Regions from separate parts of the Macaca mulatta genome. Here region 2 is linked to region 1. Evidence: chromatin contacts called from public Hi-C data. All regions are on one chromosome and are shown on one strand. Each heading gives the region's core, a stretch centred on a gene start, on an enhancer-like site or on the middle of the called end of the contact. The rest is flanking DNA. Distances are from core to core; before and after follow the strand shown. Region 1 holds the start of SUOX (sulfite oxidase). Region 2 holds the start of PA2G4 (proliferation-associated 2G4).

Region 1 (5,667 bases), core at 2,274-4,773:
CTCCTCCCTGGACACACTCTCTCAACTATCTTATTTGCAAGGTATGACATTGTAAAAGACAACTAAGGGTGGGAGGTAGGGGCTAGGAGGCAAGTCCTGGGATGGGCTGGCTTACCTGCAGGCCTGTTGGAGCCTGAGGACCACAGCTCTGTGCAGCAGCAGCATTGTAGCAGACCTGTAGAAGGAAGATTCTGGGATCAAGATAGGGAGACCCTGGGAGGGGATATTAGGGAAGCCTAAGGGAATGGGTGGGAGGAAGACACAGAGAAGGTCAGCAAGGAGCTTTCTGGGCAAATGGGGAGTCCTGAAAGTGGGAGTCCAAATGGGCCCTTAGAAAAAACTTGGAGCACTTCAGAGACAGACTGTGCTGACAGGATGACAGGTAATGTGGGTGGGGAATGGGGTAGGAGGGATGGGTGCTTCTAGAATCAGAATCACCTCTCTCCCATCTTCCATTCTGAACTTCATCCACCATAGAGAACAATGCCTGGGGCAAACGGCCTAAAGGACCGAAGCCAAATGTCTACTGGCCAGATTATTATTTCTGAAGTCAGCAGAGGATGACTGTGGGTCAGACTGACTTAAACAGGGATTAAAAAAAATAAAGAAAAAAAAAAAAGTAGTGGCAGCGTAATTGGGTGAAGGAGCCCAGATTCTGGGGGCAAAATGCCTTGGGTTTGTGAAACTGGATCTTGCTATTCATTAACCATACCGATTTCCTGAGAAAGACTCCAAGCTGTTCTGAACTTGCTTCCTCATCTCTGAAATGATACCTGCCTAGCAGAGCTAACATGAAGAGTCAACAAGTACAGTAGTACCCCCTTATCTACTGGGGATATGTTCTATGACCCCCAGTAGATGTCTGAAACCACAGATTGTACCAAACCCTATATTACTGTTTTTTCCCCCATACATACATACCTCTTATAGTTTAATTACTAAATTACCCACAGTAAGAGATTAACAACAGTGGCTGGCGCAGTGGCTCACGTCTGTAATTCCAGCACTTTGGGAGGCCGAGGTGGGCAAATCACCTGAGGTCAGGAGTTCGAGACAGCCTGGCCAGCATGGGGAAACCCCGTCTCTAAAAAAAATACAAAAATAAGCTGAGTGTGGTGACATGTGCCTGTAAACCCCAGTTACTTGGGAAGCCGAGGCAGGAGAATTGCTTGAACCTGGGAGGTGGAGGTTGCAGTGAGCTGAGATCACGCCACTGCACTCCAGCCTGGGCAACAGAGAGAGACTCCGTCTCAAAAAAAAAAAAAAAAAAAAAAAGAGATTAACAACAATAACAAAATAGAAAAATTATAACATTATACTGTACTAAAAGGGCTGGGTGTGGTGGCTCACCCTTATAATCCTAGCACTTTGGGAGACCTAGGCAGGAGGACTGCTAGAGGCCAGGAGTTGGAGACCCCGTCCCTACAAAAAATAAAAAGTTAGTTGGGCATGGTGGAGTGCATCTGTGGTCCCATCTACTCTGGAGGCTGAGGTGAGAAGATCTAAGCCCAGAAGTTTGAGGTTACAGTGAGGTGACTGTGCCACTGCACTTCAGCTTGGGCAACAGAGCAAGACCCTGTCTCGAAAAAAAAAAACACACAAAAAAGTTATATGAATGTGGTCTCTCTCTCAAAATACATTTTTTTTTGGCCAGGCATGGTGGCTCATGCCTATAATCCCAACATTTTGGGAGGCCACGGAAGGAGGATCACTTGACCCCAGGAGTTCAAGACCAGCTTGGGCAACATAGTGAGACTGTGTCTCTAGAAAAAAAAAACAAATTAGTTGGGCATGGTGATGCCTGTCTGTAGTCTCAGTTACTGGGGTGGTGAGGAGAGGAGTGCTGAGATGAGAGGATGGCTTGAGCCCAGGAGGTCGAGACTGCAATGAGTCATGATGGCACCACCGTACTCCAGCCTGGGCAATAGGTCAATAGGTCTCCAGACCTGGTCTCAAAAAAAAAAAAAAAAAAAAAAAAAAAGCCTGGGTGATGGAGCAAGTGTCAATCATGGCTCACTGCAGCTTCAACCTCCTGGGCTCAAGCCATCCTCCTGCCTCAGCCTCCCCACTAGCTGGGACTACAAGCGTGTGTCACCAAGCCTGGCTAATTTTTCTGTAGACATGGGAGTCTCACTATGTTGTCAGGGCTGGTCTTGAACTCCTGGCCTCTTGCTGCCTCAGCCCCCAAAGTGCTGGGTTTACAGGCATAAGCCACTGTCTGGCTTCCCCTACCCTCCCCTGCCCCCGACAGGGTCTCGCTCTGTTGCCCAGGCTGGAGTGCAGTGGTGTGATCTCAGCTCATTACAGCCTCAAACTTCTGGGCTCAAGCCATCCTCCTGCCTCAACCTCCTGAGTAGCTGGGACCACAGGCATGAGCCACCATGCATGGCTTTTTTTTTTTTTTTTTTGTAGAGATGAGGTCTTACTATGTTGCCCAGGCTGGTCTCAAACTCCTGGGTTCAAGTGATCCTTCAAACTTGGCCTCACAAAGTCCTGGGATTATTACAGGCATGAGCCACCACTCCCAGCCTCAAAATATCTTATTGAACTGTGTTCACCTATTTTCCAAGCGGTTGACCATGGCTAACTGAAACTCAGGAAAACACAACCTTGGATAAGGGGAGACTACTATAATAACATTGTCTTTGAAGGCCTTTCAGTCCCCAACTCTCCCCCCATTTACCCTAAAAAAATTAAATTGAACCCAGCTAGGAACTGGACCCCAACCCAGGGTCCCGGACCACCTCAATCTTGTCTATGCCACTGTAGTGAGCTCAGCAAATTGAGGAATTATTGGCCAGAGTGTCAGGGGCAGGCTGAAGAAGGAAAGTAATTTTTCTGCCTTCTGCCCGGTAACAGTTTCTTCCTCACATTGCTGAACAGAGAGCACTGACCCAGCAGGGCCGGAGTGAGGAGTAGTGAGAAATGTCTAAACTGCTGATGAGATGCTGGAGACCAATGTGTCGGGGTGGGTGGGTCGTGGGTAGGGAGGCGAAGAAACCTAGAGATGGGAATAGGAGCAGTCTTCACCTTGCCCCTAGGCCAAGGGACCCTTACTCTCTCTGCCACCTACCTCAATGCCAGCAGCCTGTTTGTACTAGACCAGAGCAGTGCAGGTAGTGCTGACTCGTAGGTGAACTCAGTCAACCCAGAATCCCAGGTTTGGGAGGGACAGCCTTTTGCTGTAATACAGAAATGCCACCCGTTGGTGCAGGTGATGACCCCTCACTCCCCACGGGCACATTAGGTAGGAAGATACGTCCGACATCCAGGCACAAAAGGGTCTTGTGGCAACACCCCGCGATCTCAAGAGCACCCAGACAGAGAGAGTGGAGGCAGGTACTGATAGTTTTGTTGCCCTCGAGGTTCGGAGCACAGCTGGACACCAATGCCCCCTCCGCTGCCCAGCTCAGCAGCCCTTCCTCCCCAGCTTCTTTCCCACCCCCAGCCTCCTTACCGAGTCCAGTGTCCTCTGTAATGCAATTTTACCAGCCCAGCTCTCAGCGAGTTCTCGAGGGGCGGGGCCAGCGCCGTTGCGTCCCGCTGCAGTAAGGGACCACTCATTCCCCTCAGCTCAACCCCTCAGCCATTGGTTGGAAGCGAGTGGCTCAGCCATTGGCTGAAACCCGCCTCCTGGAGCCGAGACAGGCAGGTTGCCAAGAAGCTTCGGAGAAGAGGCTGGCTTTTTGCTGTCACTCTCGCAACAGTCCAGAGTCCATTATACCCCTGGTGTGCAAAGAATGGGACCCTCGTGCACCGGGGCTGTATGTCCGGAGCTCGGGCAGTGTGGAAGGTGACGAGGAATCCAAAAGTTGCGCTGAGAGGTGGGAGATTTTGAGTCGCCCCTACCGCCCCTCCCTGGAGGAGGCCTCGGGATCCAGTCCAGTTTCTTCCGGCTGTCATCTCCACTTTAATTAACCCCAGGGTACATACCTCTATCTACCCTGTTGCAACTACAACCACCCTGTTTATCTTTTAGAGAAAGCAAGGTCAGTCGCTCAATTCTTATATTCCAGGAATGAGAACAGAAATGCCAATAATAGTGGTTCCAAGAATTTGAGATTCCTTGGGCTAGTCGAATTTCTCCCCAAACAAAAATGAACCAACAACACTGAATAGCCATCTTTTATTTTGCATAGAAAAAAAAATAATAATAATCGCCCCTTGGTGGTACGCGCCCGTAGTCCCAGTACTCGGCAGGCTGAGGCGGGAGGATCGCTTAAGCCCAGGAGTTCGAGGTTGCACTGAGCCAAGATCGCGGCACTGCACTCCTGCCTGGACAACAGAGCAAGACCCCATCTCTAAAACAAACTGCCTCTTAACAAGAGCAATGGCAGCTTAACACCCCGAAGTATGAAGGTTGTAGTCTCTTATCTCAAAGTAAGGGGCACAAATATAATACATTTTCTATTACCCTTTTGTCATTTGATGCGGGACAAAATTTATCAAACCTAGTCCCCTAACCCGGACAAATGTATCCTTACACTGCCCTCTACAGGCCAGGGGGTGGAGATACAATTTTAATTAGTTTAAGTGAAGGTGTTCACCTTTAATTTTGAAAGATCATTTCCTTTCCTTTCCTCTCTCCAACTAGAGCTTTTACCAGGAATCAGGGAACGGAGGTGTGGGGTATTACTAAGAGATATAAGGTAAGGGAACCGACAGTGAAAAGTTGGCTTTGGCTCTTAAGTGTTTGGAAATAGAAAGGATTTCAATCTGTATACAATCAAATCATTGGAAGAGGCTGATGCCCAACCTATCCTACTATTCTACCAGTTGTTAAAAAAAAAAAAAAAAAAAAAAAAAATATATATATATATATATATATATATAGAGAGAGAGAGAGAGAGAGAGAGAGAACAAGCTTCAACCTAGAAAAAAAAGTCTCAGCCAAAGGAAGATATAGAGAAGTCAATTAGGGATTATCTAAAAGCCTCCTTCCTAATAGTGTCGTCTACTTTTGTGTTACACACATGCTTTACATAATTGACCTTAATCTTCAGCTTTTATTTTACAGATGAAGAAACGAGGCAGAAAGCACTAACTTGATCAAGGCCACAGTTGGTAAGTTGACAGAGACAGGCCTAGAATGCCAGCTTTGTCTGGCACCAGTCCTCTTTCCTATCCTCCTTCAGATTCTTTGGAATTTAAAGCCTCCGGCAACCACACATAATTCTATTTCATCCCCCTTCCCTCAACCTTTAGACTGTGATGGACTGAAGGGTCTGAAGTACACTAGGAGTCAAGAGCAGATCCAAGGGAAATTTTCCCGTTGAGGCAGAAGCTACAAGATGAACCAAAAAAACTAATTCAGTGATGTTTTTCAACCTTTAGGCCATGGACCCCTTTGAGAAACATATAGAAATGGATCCTAGAAATATGCACATACGGCCAGGGTCAGTGGCTCACGCCCATAATCCCAGCACTTTGGGAGGCCAAGGTGGATGGATCACGAGGTCAGGAGTTCGAGACCAGCCTGACCAACGTGGTGAAACCCCGTCTCTACTAAAAATACAAAAATTAGCTGGGTGTGTTGGTGCGTGCCTGTAATCCCAGCTACTCAGGGATCAGGAAGCTGAGGCAGGAGAATCACTTGAACTCGGGAGGTGGAGATTGCTGGGAACCAAGATCACACCACTGCACTCCAGCCTAGCGACAGAGACTCCG
Region 2 (5,667 bases), core at 1,689-4,188, 110 kb before region 1:
TCTGGTTAATATCTGTGAACCCATATGCGAAGGCCAGCCAATGAACAGGAGGGTAAAAACAGCAACAACAACAACAACAACAACAACAACAACAAAAAGCCTTCCTCCTTTTGCTTCTCTAGACACTCTCTTGACCTGCGTGGTGATTGGGGGTGGGAATAAGAAGGAAATAGCGGTGCATTCCCTACACCCCCAAGGCTGAACAGAGATCAAAAGCAGGCCACCTACCTGAGCTACACCAACCACAAAAGTATGTGCTACATTAGCGATGAAGCCATCCACATGGACCCCAAGGTCACTGAAAGGCAAGATCAGAGTGTACTGCATTAGGAACCGGCATTTTGTAAATGCTTTAAAAAAAGAAAAATGCTTTAAAACGGTTTAACCTTACATTTTTACCAAGTCACCTTCCTTGAGAATATAATCCTGGTCGCTCTTCAAAGGGGAGAAGTGACATACACAGTTATTTACCGAAATGCTGGTGGGAAAAGCAATACCTGTAAAGAAAAAATCATCAGCCTACTGCCTTGCTGTCTCCCAGAAGCCCTAGTGCCCTTCAGAAGAGTGGAAGGATTTTTTCAGGGTCTTGCTTAAGTTTCATCAGTTTGTATTAGGTAGGAAACTGCTTATATCCCACTTGTCATTCCAAATTTCCAAATATCTCAGCCAGAGCCAGGGTGGGGACTGCATCATTACAGTGAAAAAAATAAAAACATATAGGACCAAATAAGGGTCAAACAGGAAATTAGTGAGGGATTTTTTTTTTTTTTTTTTACCTTTCTTCATTTCCTTTTCTTTCTTGAAGATTTTCCCTGTTTCTTCCATAATCATGGCATCACCTTTCTCACACAGGCTCAGTACCGACACACCCGAGCTAGATGCTTCCACCAAGGACCGAAGTACCCCTGAGGACAGAATCCCATCATGTCAGCCTTGTATGTATTCATTGTCTAGTTACCTCCCAAGGAATACCTGGAAGTTGAACTTAAGAGTTTCTAATGCTCCCTAGTGCCATTGCCCTGAGGCTGAAAGGTCAACATTCCCTTCTCTTCCTTACATTATGTGACAACTGGGTATATGCAATCCATCTCCTTAGGCAAGGCCTCGGACTTTCCAAAGATGCTACCTTTGGTGTGACAGGACAGAGTTATGAACTTCAGAGAGTTCTTGCCATGGTATCCCCACATACATGGAAAGACTAGATGAAATTTATAGGCATCAGGGACAGGAATGTAGACAGAATTGCTGACTCGAAGCTGAAGCACTGTTAAATGTTACCGCCTTCCTTTCTCAGACACTCTAATTAGGTGTTAGGAATCTCAATCTATGTAGACTTAATTCCTCATAAACAAGTGTATAAGCCAAGGGGACTTAATCTAAGGTCCCTGGGTTTCATTTTGGGGGATCATGGCTTATCTCAAAGAAATATGAGGCCAAAGTTATAAACTGTAAGAAAGGGATTTTCTGATTCAAATCCCTAGTATCTCAAATACTAAAAGGCACCAAAACCAGGGTACTATACTAAATGTCCACTGTGATATAAAGCACAGGTTTGAGTTTTGAAATCTCAGTTTTGGTGATTCTTTGAAAGCGGGTAAAACTCAGATTTTCACCCACAGGATGGGAGGCATCCTAAATACCTCTTTCCCACCATCTTTGCTGTTAAAACCATTTAAAAACACAATGACAAGCAGTTTGTATCTCCCTAACTGGGTTTTAAATAAAATGGAAAGGCTAACTAGAAAGAGAGAAAAGAGAAAGTGACATCGCCTAGAGTGGCAGGCAACTGCTGAGATCCTCAGAGCACAGCTGGAATAAGGATGACTTGTGAAAATCCTAAAATCAGTCCTCCCTTTTCCAGTAATGTTCGCAAGCTTGCCTAGTTGGGATAAGACGGAGACCCCAAAACATTTGAGTTGTCAAGTCACTTTGAACAACAAATGTGAATGCTAACTAAGGCTATCTGCACAGATTGGAAAGGTAGTAATAATGAGTAACTTCAAGAAAAGCCATATATATCTCCAAAACTTGTGTTAGAAGCTCCAGGAGTGCTCTCCAACGGTCCCCTTAGCTGGCCCAAGGGTAGAAGGGGGCCCCCACCAGGGTAAGAGCTGAAGAAGGAAAGGCTCCAGCAAAGCACGTGGTGGGGAAGCTGGTGTCAGGGACAGTACTGGAGGAAGAAGGGGGCCAGCCATCCGCAAGGGGACCCAGCAACACGTGCCGGCTCGGCTCCTGACGCCCCGCAGACGCGACAAAAACAGAGGGGCGCTTCTGTCGCCAATAGCTGGGCGCTTCCTTTTCGAGGTGGCCTCGCCGTTGCCAGAATCAGAGGAAGCAGAAATCGGGAATGAAGGATAGGAACAAGAGAAAACACGTCTTGCCTCCTAACAAACGGCCTCGGGTCGGAGCCTGCCAGGTTACCCTCTCTCCGCTCATCCCGGTCGCCGACCCGCACCTCCATAGACTTCAGCCTGGGCCTGGCCGCTCAGGTCCCAGGAGCGACACCGGGTCTTCCCACCACGCCGCCCCCAGCGGACTGGTGCGGGCCCCTCAGTAGCTCAGTTCGCATGACCCCTCCGCTCCAGCCCCTTCAGGGCCAGCCTGGCACCTTTCCCTGTCAGCCTTGATTCCCCGACCCCCGAGGTCGCACTCACTGTTGGCGATGTCGCCCCCCATCTTATACTTGGTCACGACCAGGTCCTCGGCGATAGTTTGCTCCTGCTGCTCGTCCTCGCCCGACATCTTCCTACTACCACCACTGCAGCCTCGTTTCCCCTGAGCCGCCGCCGCCTCTGTCTCCCTTCCCAGCCACAGGCTGTGGCCAGAGTCCCCTCGATCCTCGAGGAGAGGGCGAGCGAAAGCGCGAGCAAGCAAGGGAGCAGGCAGGCAGGCGAGAGCGAGAAGCTGTGAGCGCGCGGGCTGAGGCGCAGGGCACGCTGGGAAAACTAGTCCTCTCCACCGCCAGCCTTTAGCCGCCCTCGAGGGCTTTCGAACTACAATTCCCAGCCTGCCGCTCACGCTCCTAAGCCAGGCCCTGGGGCCTTGCCCTCCAAGGGCCTCGCACGCCGGAATCGCCGGGCACGCTGGGAAGGGTCAGGCTCCGGCGGGAAGGCGGAGCCGTTGGGGAGCTTGAGGGGAAGCGTGGTCTCTCCCGGAAAAACCACTTCCACCGAGAACGCTGTGCGAAAGCCAGTAACAGAGGGGCGGGCTGAGGGAAGAGGGGCGGAGCTACGGCGGGGAAATAGGTTTAGAGTCGAGCGAGCAGGGGTGGAGTAGAGTGGAGCCGCGGCGGGTGGGCAGTGTCTGCACCTAGGGCGGGGAGGCTGGGTGCGCCCTTCCTCGGATACTTGGGTCGGCTGGCGAAACCCGCCCAGCCGGTTCAGTCGTCCTCCGAAGCTGGGAGAACAGGGAGGGGCAGACAGGTGGAAGAAGACCAAGGGTGCTGGGAACGGGGGCCAGCTGCGCAGCCGGACACCGGAGGGATCATCCATTTAAAGGCCTCGTAATCTAGAGGCCGGACTCCTAATGAAGTAACATGACATTATTGTTCCAATAACAGGCACCTGGATGGGGCACCTAAGGGAAGTGTTCAGAAAGACATGTTTGTTGAGAGTTCTTACCGTGAAAAAATAAAAAGATTTGGTGACTTTTCTAAGATAATGAATTCAGAAGCATCTGGAGGTTTCAGTATTTGGCCTCTGAAGGAGACTGGACACGTATAGGGCTTTTTATAAATCTTCAAGCACGTGGGTTCTTTTTGTTATTCCCAATTGGTTGCCTTGTAGATTTCTACTAAAACCCTTAATGAAAAGGACTATGCGCTATGCTTGTTCTAAAGAAATACCAAGTAATAGTAGGACTAGAGAAATCTACATGGGACAGAGTAGCACTGTCAGAAGACAGAAAGGTGACTATCCACTGCTGAGGAGCAGATCTCTTATACGAAATGTTTTCACTTGACAGACAGGAAGCTGAAAAAAACTTTGGCATTTTTATTCAGACATGTATAAAAACAAAACAAAAAACTTCAGTGATACAACAGACATTTTCCCTCAGTTCCCCATCCAAGGGGACAGAGGTGTGAAGCTGAAGCTGGATCTTCTTTCTGTCCTACCTGGAAGCTTCTCACTGCTAGATGAGAAGGGCTTCTAAAAGGGGATCTTGGGGATAAGGAGTGAAGATCATATACAGCACATGTGGATTATGGTTTACACAAAGATGTCCAGTTATTTTTCCTTCTGACTACCCCCACCACCACTTCCTGAGACGAGATGTCTGGGTATAGGAGGAGGATGTGGCTGTTGGGGTTAGACTTGATTCAGTGCAAAAACAAGAAACGGTGCCCCGTAAACAAGGGCTGTGACTTAAATCAGTTTTCCTTGGCACCTTACAGTAAGAGCACATGCACAGGAATTGGGAGGATTTTGCATCCTGGACCTACTGCTTAATTTATTTCATCTCTTTAAGGCTCAGTTTCTTTTTTTTTTTTTTTTCCCTGTAGAGACGGGGTCTTGTTATGTTTCCATAGGCTTGTCTCTAATTCTGGGCTCAAGTGATCTTTCCATCTCAGCCTCCCAAAGGGCTGGGATTGCAGGCATGAGCCACAGCGCCCAGTTCTAAAGTTTTTTTTGCTGCTGCTTTTTTTTTGTTTTTTAAGAGATGGGGTCTTACCATGTTGGCTAGGCTGGTCTCAAACTCCTTGCCTCAGGTAATCCTTCCGCCTCAGCCTCCCAAAGTGCTGGGATTACAGGCATGAGCCACCATGCCCGACTTCCCTTTTTGTGAAATGAGATAATATCTATGTCACAGAATTGTTGTAAGGATGATAAAGGACTAAGTGAGATAACGTAGGTGAAGTTTAGTATGATGCCTGGCTCATAGTTAAGTGCTGAATTATTATAATAGTAATCAATATCTACTCCTAACCTCTTTCTTCACAGATTTTAAGCTTCTGTCTTTCTAAGGGGTTAAGAGTCATAAACCAAAATTACACTTTCCTCTGCTAGGTTTCCTCCCTTTCCTCTTCTTGACAGTCTGATGGGAAACAAAGGCACACATAAGAGCCTAGTTCCAAGTAGTCAGAGCCTGAGAGGAAGGGATATGGAGAGTAATCCTTCATATCTCCAGGAGTGCCTGTGAAGAAGCTGAGGAATGGGACTGGGAAAGCACACAAAATAAGGAAAACCTCCTTTCCTGGGGTTGGGAAAGAGAAGAAAGTGCACAGCTGGCTACATACCATAAGAATTTTGTGTCAAAATGTTTAAAAGCCTCCAAAGGTTGAATGGAATTGTCTGGGACTGGGGAAAAGGGGCTGGGACCTGGGAGAGAGAGGGAATAGGGAGAAGAGGGTACCCTCTAAAGGCACTAGCTGCCATTAAATGCTCCCTGAGTGCCACAAGGAGCAGGAGTTACGTTCTCTGGGCATTAGCCTTGGGGAAAAGCCTGCTATGCCAGTAATCAGGGTTATCAAAGGCAGAGTCTGTAGCCTCTAAGCTACGTAGAGTTTTTAGGTGGGCGTAATGGACATGGGGGGCCTGATGTCCAGGCCCCTGAAAAGCTCTCATCTCTTCATACCCTTGCTCAGATGCTGGGCAGGCCCCCATGGCTGCATAATCACCCCCAGGACCACTTCCACCTCGTTGCCGATTCATATATTCATAGTCTTCA

What was found. Hi-C and Micro-C count contacts between places; a contact is called where the count stands out from the background.
Region 2: a contact with region 1 is called in a Hi-C map of liver, with 2.9 times the contacts expected there. The contact joins the promoter of PA2G4 here to the promoter of SUOX in region 1. A contact is called at or near these places in 2 of 14 Hi-C or Micro-C datasets (fetal cortex germinal zone and liver).

What each region holds. Positions count from the first base shown.
Region 1 is chr11:63,142,217-63,147,883 of T2T-MMU8v2.0, reverse strand. It overlaps SUOX (sulfite oxidase), which reads right to left and starts at 3,523. Exons shown (of 8, transcript XM_077954488.1): 1 at 3,458-3,523; 2 at 3,074-3,182; 3 at 1,351-1,422; 4 at 1,176-1,249; 5 at 922-1,084; 6 at 116-175. The coding sequence starts at 165. RAB5B (RAB5B, member RAS oncogene family) reads right to left here. Exons shown (of 7, transcript XM_077954493.1): 7 at 4,113-4,275.
Region 2 is chr11:63,251,881-63,257,547 of T2T-MMU8v2.0, reverse strand. PA2G4 (proliferation-associated 2G4) reads right to left here and starts at 2,938. Exons shown (of 14, transcript XM_015151941.3): 1 at 2,655-2,938; 2 at 777-905; 3 at 392-497; 4 at 229-298. The coding sequence starts at 2,742. It overlaps ERBB3 (erb-b2 receptor tyrosine kinase 3), which reads right to left. Exons shown (of 27, transcript XM_077954497.1): 27 at 3,973-5,667. The coding sequence ends at 5,409.